Regions from separate parts of the Lactuca sativa genome. Here region 2 is linked to region 1. A link is a contact called in public Hi-C data. All regions are on one chromosome and are shown on one strand. Each heading gives the region's core, a stretch centred on a gene start, on an enhancer-like site or on the middle of the called end of the contact. The rest is flanking DNA. Distances are from core to core; before and after follow the strand shown.

What was found. Hi-C and Micro-C count contacts between places; a contact is called where the count stands out from the background.
Region 2: a Hi-C map of leaf shows a contact between it and region 1, with 7 times the contacts expected there. The contact joins the promoter of LOC111907062 here to the promoter of LOC111902147 in region 1. A contact is called at or near these places in 3 of 4 Hi-C or Micro-C datasets (leaf and seed).

The regions. Positions count from the first base shown.
Region 1 is chr9:140,783,785-140,788,672 of Lsat_Salinas_v11, forward strand. LOC111902147 (FRIGIDA-like protein 4a) reads right to left here and starts at 3,042. Exons shown (of 3, transcript XM_052767918.1): 1 at 2,006-3,042; 2 at 1,426-1,601; 3 at 575-1,319. The coding sequence starts at 2,903. The coding sequence ends at 822.
Region 2 is chr9:141,106,696-141,111,690 of Lsat_Salinas_v11, forward strand. LOC111907062 (non-specific lipid transfer protein GPI-anchored 25) reads left to right here and starts at 2,871. Exons shown (of 3, transcript XM_023902851.2): 1 at 2,871-3,354; 2 at 3,832-3,882; 3 at 3,987-4,602. The coding sequence starts at 2,946. The coding sequence ends at 4,171. It overlaps LOC111907066 (protein FAR1-RELATED SEQUENCE 5-like), which reads right to left and starts at 442. Exons shown (of 6, transcript XM_052767801.1): 1 at 26-442. The coding sequence starts at 442.

The DNA of each region.
Region 1 (4,888 bases), core at 1,792-4,291:
TCACCACGAAATATACATTTTGGATCCTAAAAAGGACATCTTTCATGCCACTGTTTTGTTACAACAGCATCAATAGTTTGGATCCTAAAAGGAACCACTTTGATGCCCTTGGCTTTGTTTACAAGGACCACTTGTGTTAAAACTTAAAACTGGCCTATGAAGGACCAAATTGGAGTATAGCAAGAATCTAGGGACCAAGAATGTTTTTCACGAAAAAAGCAAAAAGCAAAAGATGATAGAAGATGGGTTTTCTGACATTTTGATATTTTTGTCGCTTTGATTTGTCCTCAAAAGGAATGCACCATGTGTGCTCCTGCAGATGCCAACTGCAACACACTCAACCCACCCACAAAAAAAAATCTCATAATTCAAGATGGTATCTTAACTTCACAGAAAACAGAGAATTCAACTTTTTTTTTATTAATTTATTATGATTATGGTGTTCTACAAACATAACAAGTCAGCTATTGCATCTTCCATCTTTAACAGATTATTGTGTCACTTAATAGGCTAAAACCAACTCTATGTCTGATTTATACCTTGTGAAATTTTTTCTATTTATTTGAATCAAATATAGCTAGGGAAACGCATTAGAGACTAATACTAATCAACATCAGAAATACAACCATAAGTTTACGTCAGAATAAGGATTAACACACACATCAGCTACCAATAAAAGGTTAGTGATTACAAACCATATTAGAAAATAAAAAGAAAAACCATATTCTTGAAGATTAGGGAGGGAGTCATCATCATCATCATCATCATCATCATCATCATATGAGTCAACATTATCCACCACCAGTCAACCAGTGTCACCTCTATCGATAGTAAGTATGTTGGTAGGCCGGAGCCATACCATTTCCATACCCACCATAAGCCGGATAGTTCATCGGAGGAGTACCTGGGTACGACAGCGGTGGAGACAGCGGTGCTGCCTCCGGCGAGTAGGCGGCGTAAGGCGGACTCCTGGTTCCGTGCACATACATTGGCGGTGGGACAGAGTATGATGGGACTCCGGTGGGGTATTGGGTGTGTGACGGGGACCTCACAAAGGTGGGCGGTGCCGGAAAAGATGAGACGTAGGCGGTGGTGATACGGCCGGCCTTGGCGGGTGGCATGGGGCCCACGTTGCTGGCTCGGGTTCTTTTGTTGGCGGGACCTACGGCGGCTGGCCTCTTTTTCTCGACCTTGACCTTTTCCAGCTGCTCGAGTCGTTTCTTTAGGTTCTCGGGAGGGAACTCGGCCTCGAGTTTGTATTCTTCAATGCATTTGATGACTGCTTTGAGTGCAGATTGCTCTTTTCGTGCAGCTAAATGCTGAGTAAAAACAAAACAGGACAAGGATCATCAACTAAATAATTAGAAATATTACTTACATACATATAAAGAGGGTTAATTTGGTTAAGAAAATGAAACAAGATACCACAGCACGGCTGGAATTGTTGGGATCTTCAAGAATAGATGTTGCGGCCTTTTTAGCATCCTTTAGAAAAGCTTTTAGCAAACAAACAGGGGGAAACCTGTCTACAAGACCAACTTCGTGAGTGAAATGCACAGCATCAACCTGTTGTCCCTTGCTGATTAGTTCTTCAATCATATCTGCATCACAATAATTGCGTAAAGATTTAAACCCACAAAACTAACGTATTGTACTGGGATTCAATAAATCAAGAAAAAGAAACCCCTTAACAAAAGATTTAATAATTCGTTAATTACTGATAAATTCTAAAGTTTTAAAGGCCGACATTGAATTTCAGGTAAATTCTATACTATAAAGCTCTAAAGTTCAAATATCAAAAAACTGGAACAAGGTACAGATGCTAGCTCATAATAATTGTGAATTGTGATCATTCATTACAGATGCTAGCAGAACATTTAAAGATGCATTATGGATGGTAGCATATAACTGTGATAATTCATAATCTTTCCAACGACCAAAATTAATGAGAAAAACATAGAAATTGAGTGCAAAACGCAGGGAAATGAAGAATATATATATATACCAGGCATTTTATCAGCAAGGCCAAGGGAAACAGCGAGCTTAGGCATCTGCTTACGCCATGCTGAACCAACAACAAGCTTCCTATACAAATCAAGATCCTCATTTTTCACAATTCCAAAAGTCACCAGATGCTGGAAGAAGGTATGGACATCAGGAGCCTTAACGTTCTCGATGCCACCGCGCTGGTCTAAACTCTCCTTCCACTTCTCAGCAATCTCTTTGGCGCTCTTCTTCACACTCGGCGTCACCAAAACCCTCGACTTCCCCAGAATCGGATCAACCATCACCGGAATCAAACTCTCAAGTATCAAAACACAAGCCCAACTTAAATCATTCACGCACAAAGCCCTCTTGTCCACCGGAAAAACCTCCGAAATTGCCTCCAACACAAACCTAGCTGGATCTGCGCACTCCGCTAAAGCCGACGGAATTTGAGCCCGCATCAACTCCATTTCCTTCTTCTTACTAGCTACAAACCCCCAAAACCCTAACGAATCCATCTTCACACAATACGATTTCAACCTCAAAAGCAAACCCTCGGAATCGTCAACTTCTGGATTATCTTCGCCATCATCGCATTTACTGGTTCCGACTGCAGCCGCTGCGGCTTGCACGGCAGCTTCAACTTTTCGTAGAGCGATGGAGACGGAGTTTTCGATCGTAGTTTCGCGCTCCTCCAGAGAACTCAGAGACGCTTTCGTTTCGGTGTCTAGGGTCTTGATCTTGTCCTTAATTGCATCTGATTTCTTTAGGAGGCTTTGCTCGAGCGACGTGAAGTGATCTGAGAGCTCTTTCCAGAGAAGAGTGCAGCTGGTCATAAGTGATGTCTGTCGTTGGAATTCATCGAAGCTTGGTGCCTGAGTTGATTCACCGGGATCGGGTATCGAAATTGAACCCATATCTCGAATCTGGTATCAAAGATTACTACGGCATGGAGGAGGAGAAGAACAGAAGAAGGAGAAAGAAGAAAGAAGCCCTAGAATTCTAGAGAGAGAGAGAATGATAAAGGCAGATTGACGGAAGATGACGTGGCGGCTGAGGTAGTGGGACCAAAAAAGGTAAAGGTTGTGATGGGGGTGCGTAGGATAAGGAAACCGTAGTGAACCGACCGTACGTGTTGAAACAGTCGGTTCAATTATTGTAGTGACCGCGTGATGTCTTTCCCTTTAAAGTTCCAAAGGCTCGCTGCTCGCACATGATCATCATCTTTACGCTACTTATCCATACATTATTACATTTGGAGTTTGGATTTTTATCATAAAAATCTAAACTTGTGAACAAATATTCAATTTAGTCCCTAATATTTTATAAACAAAATAACTTAGGAAACCGGATAAATTAAACATATCGGTCCTTCTCATCCAGTCACCCACGTTTAGCCGGTTGCGTATGTTGATGTGTCTAGGCATTGATGAGGTGGTTGTTGACTCATTAAATGAGGTTGGAATTAAAAAGGAGATCCTTTTATAGATCGCAACCCTCTTCATTCTTGCCCTAAAACTCATTGATGTCGTGTACATCATATGTGTCAAGCCAAAGAGCAAACCAATTGAGAACTAGGTGTTATTGTGGTGATCATGTAGGAAGATGGGCATCTTTGACTCCCTTAAACATAGGAAGAAGGTTCATCGGTTGCCTCAAATTCCAAGATGAACTCAAATACTGCAAGTATTTTCGTTAGGTCGATCCTCATCTACCTTGCTAAGGGTATGCAACCCTCATCTACAATGTTCATGTGGAGAACCTTATAATATTTGAAAACTTTTCAGAACAACCAGTGGAGAACCTGTTTGGAAACTTGATGGAACAACCTCCACAACTACAAGTGGAAGAATTGGCCATTCAACAAGGGAATCAAGGTGGAAGATGGAAATCCATGACTTTTTATGTCTTTTTGGTTTGCTATTGTGTTTGGCTTGGTTGTATTGAAATATTGACAGCATGCCTTTGTCAAGGTGGTAGTAATGTGCTTTGGTTAGGACTAAGGATGTTAAGGGTAGTGTCATTGTGGTTGTTTTTAGCTTGCTTATTTTGATGTATGAATCCTATGTAATGTATCATCTTATTATGAAATGAAGTTAGAAGTTTATGTAATTAAAGTGGAGTTGTGTCATCTTATTATAAAATAAACAATGACCGGAATCAATTACAAATGGAATGAACATTGAGTGGAATCAATAAAGATATGGAATCAAGATTTGTTGGAATCATCAAATATTGACTGAAATCAATAACAAATGGAATGAACAATGACAAGAATCATGTAATATTGGAATCAACCATTACTATAATGAACAATGCTTCAAATCAATAAAGATTGGGATCAAGAATTGTTGGGATCATCAAAAATTTGATTGGAATCAATAACAAATGGAATGAACAATGAAAAGAATCATGTAACAGTGAAATCAACCATGACATGAATCACCTATGACTGGCATCAACCATGATATAAATCAACCATGATTGGAATCATCCATTAACATGTACTAACCTAAGCAATATAAGCAACATCACTCAACAAATTTACCATGACTAATATAAGCATAATTAACCATCAACATGTACTAATATAAACCAAATTGTATGTAAGTTATACCCTAAGCCAAAGTTTGTACAAGATGGGCTATACACAAAAGGGGCTAACAACATCTACCCTTGGTTAAAGATTGTACATGTTTTAACAAAAGAAGGGTTTAACAACACCCTAATCTAGATTGACTGGCTTGTTTAAAGACATCCTTTTTCCCATCCTTGGTAACCACACACTTCTTTAACTTTATTTATGTTATCCTTTATAAAGGCTTCCTCTTTCTCACTCCATTCTCATATTGTGACCAATGTATGCCTTCATCATCATGTGATTTAAGGACTACTACATCAT
Region 2 (4,995 bases), core at 1,621-4,120, 320 kb after region 1:
TCCTCAAGTTTTTGTAGTCTGTTACTTTCGCCCCTACATATTCATATCCTCCTTTCAAAACTGCTCGTATTTTGTGAGCCATTGTGGGACCAATTTTAGCTTTTGATGCACGTACTACAAACTCTTTTTCAGAATATGACATCTTTCTTGCCTTTTTCGTATAAGGTCTTTCCTTAATACTTTCCAGTGGGTGGTTGTGCATTTCAAAGAATTTCTTAACTTTGTAATCTGTTGTTCCATAAACATTTTCAAATATAATATTTGTTGTACACCCAGTAATTATCTTGTTTGAATTTGGTTTCCTCTTGACAGAACTTGTAGCCAATGTATCACAAGGTTTTGGTTTATCCTTGTCACCCGTATTGCATATAACATATTTTTCTTTTATTATTTGGCTATTGTATTTTGATTGGCTACTCAGTCTTGTATGAAAACCTTCCATTTTCTACATAATCAGTATACATTTTTACTGCCAAATTTAGTGATTTGAAAACACTGTTTATAATTGGTACAAATTCTGTAGGGACATCTGGTTTATATTCAGATTCTTCAATTATGTTACTACAATATGATTAATTTGTTGAATTGGAACTTTCATCTGATAAAAGAAGGGAATGAAAAATATGTTATTATATATTTTTATGTTGTAATAATCATAAGTGATTAACGATATGTATTTATATTTTAGTATAAAAAATCATATATGATTTTGGATATTAATATATTATTAGATGTTAAATCATATTTATTTGTACATTGTATTATATGATTGATCATATAATATAATGTGTAATCATAAATGATTATAGGTATCAATTTATAAATAATCATACTTGATATTGTTTAATCGTGTATGATTAATCATATGTATTTGTAGTTTTTAATATATGATTAATCCTATTTTATGATGCATAATCATATATGATTATTCATCCAAATGTAATATTAATATAGATTTCAATTTGAAAACATATATGATTAATCATAGATATGAACAGTCATATATGATTATTCATCCGTATATGATTAAAGCACATATTGTATTGTATAATCATATATGATTATTCATAATTTATATTGTATAATAAAAGAATCAGAATGAAATGTAGAAACTGTCATGTAATTTGTAGTATTAAAACGAATTAGTTGTACCTTCAATACGAATCGTATTTTGAAGTTCTTCAGAAGTGAAAGAAATTGAATCGATTTGTTCGTCGTTAGGAGATGTATAATAGTATCAGTTGCGATCGACTCTCAGTTTCTTTTGGATGCGACATCATTTATGAAAATTGATTTTGATTCGATTTTCAAATGCTTTGTTTATGATTGCGAGGTGCTTGTTTTTTCGATTTGAGGTTTGTATCTCGTATTTATGAGGATATGAACTGATGCTCTGTTTCGATTGTTTTTTCTCTTTGAAGATTGCGAATAATTTGATAACAGATTCAGTAAAAATAAGATCTTTTTTATTATATTGAATGAGTTGTTGAAGATTGGATGATATTATTACGTGACTGATACTGAAAATCGATGATTTAGCGATATGGTGATTTTTAGAGAAGGAAGGTGTCCGCTTTCTCAACATTAATTTGAAGTTTACTATTATACCCCTTAATCATTTAACAGTTGACGTTAAATTCCATTGGCTGATATTTAATCTCACAATCTCTAATTTTTTATTAATCTTAATGGAGTCATCCCATATATATATATATATATATATATATATATATATATATATATATATATATATATATATATATATATATATATATATATATATATATATATATATATATATATATATATCAATTAAGTTATAGTCGTTCAAAAAAATATAAAATGAAAAAGAAATAAAACATCTTTAATTATATATAAAAGAATTTAATCCTAATTTATGGCCTATAATATGTCTGCGGGAAATGTTTTGTTGTATATAGATTTTGGTCCGTGTTTTTAGAGAAGACGACGCACATAAATATTTTACGTTTATGGTCTTCAAACTTTTAAAAGACAAACATTTTACAAGAATATACAAACATAAATGTCTTCTCACCTGCAGACATAAATTTTTTAAAAAAAGTTTATTTATTTATTTATTTAGAAAAAACACACACACATCACCTTACATATAAGTGAGAAATAACAAAGGTTTAACTAAACTATTCAAGGGTAAAAATATTAAAAATAAAATAAAATCTTTTTTACATGGTTTTATATTCTTCCAACTTTTGTAATAATGACATAAAAGCCTTTTAGTTTGACAAAAATGAATAGATTACCGTTTGTGGATTTTAGGTTCACTAATATCGGATACTTACAACTTTTTTTTTTTGATTTTACCATTTTTGCATATTTACACGGTAAAACCGAACATTTACTTAAAGGCTTTAATGAACCAGAAAACCAAATTTAAAGGTTTTTATGAACCATAAAAAAGAAAAATCCGAATTTTTCTATAAAATGTATGAGCTTTAATAAACCAAAAATACATAAAAGGATAAAATCGAAAAAAAAAAACAAAAAAAAAATTGGATATCCAGTATTAGCAAATCTAAAATCCAAATAAAAGTAAAATCGTGCATTTCTACCAAGCTTAGGAGTTTGTATGTCATCCTGCGTATATACTACAAGAGAGGCAAAACAATTGGGAAGAAATTAACATATTTGAAGGATAAAAGCCAATGTAGAAATTATGGCAAAATACGAGTGACCGTTGTGTACTTATAAAAGATCGATGCTAGAGTAAAACTATGGGAAAGATGAGGGGCCATTTAGAAAACAATTTAAACAAGTGAGAAAATTGTGGCAAAACAAAGAGTCACGCCCGAAGCCCCAAGGTTCCAAGTGCTTTAAATAAATAAAACTCGGTAATAAAATGATGAATCCGCTGGCTCTCCATTATCACGTCATCCCGATTCTAACAGAAATAACCGTCGTCAGCCATGAACACTGAAAGCCTAGTCCACTACGTTTCCGCAATCGTCACCGTCTTACTCGCTTCGACGCTTGTTCTTATAACCACCAGCGACGTAACGCCGCCTCCATCTTCGCCGCCGCCTGGAGGCTGTGCCGACTCCGTCATCTCCTTCTCGCCTTGCCTTCCCTTCATATCCGCCCCGCCAAATGATCTCTCCGACGAACCTTCATCCCAATGTTGCGACATCTTCAACGGAGCCTTTGCTTCCGGCAAAGCCGAATGTCTCTGTTATCTTGTTCGTCAGAACACGCTCCTCGGTTTCCCTCTTAACGCCTCCAAGCTGCTTTCCTTATCAGATCTATGTCTACTCAACAATGATACCCAAGCTTCCCACGCGAATAATGCTAGTACATCTCTCCAGTCGATCTGTTCAGGTATATCGGACTCTGTTTTTGTTCTTTCATCTTCATCGTTTTATTTGTGCGTTTTTTCTTTTCTGAAAGTTTCGACGAGTCACAGTGAAATAGCAAAATCAATTTCTATCAGCATTTACGAAGTATAAACTGTAGCCAATTGAGAAATTACGAACCTAGGGTTTTTGAAAGTTATCGACTGGAGCAAGGGCGGGATTTTTCATCTGAAATTTTGAGTTAAGAACAAATTCATATCCATGTATCAATGTTGTAGTTTGATGACTGAAAGAAACAAAAGAAAATGACCATGATATCCTTTGAATCAACTATTTGAAACGTTACATGAAATTTAGATATTGATTCCGTGTTTTCAAGATCAAATACAACAAAATAGTTTATTTCATGTCTGGATCCTCTTCTTGCAATTTGGGTGTTCATTTTGTTTCAATTTCGTGTTTGTGAATTTCAGTTCCATAATTTTGTGTTCTCTTGATTCAGGTTCAACAACTCTACCTCCTCTGATCAGCATCACAAGAAAACCCCGTTCAGGTTTCTATTGACAATTTTATCTCCCAAATCTTCTTCCCATTCTTTCATGGATCTTGTTGTCATCAATTTCAATTTTGTTAACATAAAGCACGACATTATTGCAGGTTCTACTGCCCGTCGCTCACCCCCTTCATCACCCACTCTCCGGTCTCCTCCTCCACCACCACCACCAACTTCCGCCTCCAAACAACCGATCCCCAAGCCACCAAAGTCAGAGCGGAGCAACAATGGTAACCATCTGGCACCTGCTGTTGCTCTCATGCCCATTTACTTGGGGTTTTTTGTTTAAGTGTCTATGAAGATCTTGAACCATTTTACAGCAGGTATGGCACACTAGATGAGAGCTAGTAGTATGTTCTATTTTTGTATCAATTTTGGTACAATTTGTGAATTAGACCACAGGATGTAATGATGATTTGATGTATATGTTAAAGATGATGAGGATATGATATCTCAATGGGTTCAATAACACTGTTTTTGTTACACCGGATCGGATGATTAGATTAGACTGGGTAGTATTAATAACGAGTCGTGTAATTGTTTTGGTATAGAATTACCCATTAATAACCAAGTTTTTAGGGTTATTCATATCTTTTTCTTTTTGTACAGGTCAGATATTTTGTTCTTACTTTTTTGATGTGACAAAAAATTATAGTATTTGTGGTATTCATATCATTTTGTGTCCGGTGTACATCAAATACAAATACTGTACAAAGCCAATCATATAATGTGTATCATTTCATTTCATGCATAAAATATGCTATAGAAGATGCAATTAATTATTTAATTATGTATGAAGAGAGCCTTTTTATTATTCTGCATACCTTCCAAGTTCCAATAAAATCAACATCATGTCAATGGGTAAAAGTTTTGTCGAATATGGGCAATTCCCAATTGATGAAGCAATGAGATTATGACTTAAACCATTAGCAAATGGATCCTGATGTGGCTAATAATACGATTAATGTATATAGATAGATTTGGCGGTACAATGAATAGATTCTTTTACCATCCTATCCTAGATAGCTTGTTGTCATGGAGATGGGTCAAATCTGTGAAATTATTGATGTATCAGAATTTTAGGTAACTATGAGACTCCTATATAATTAGATT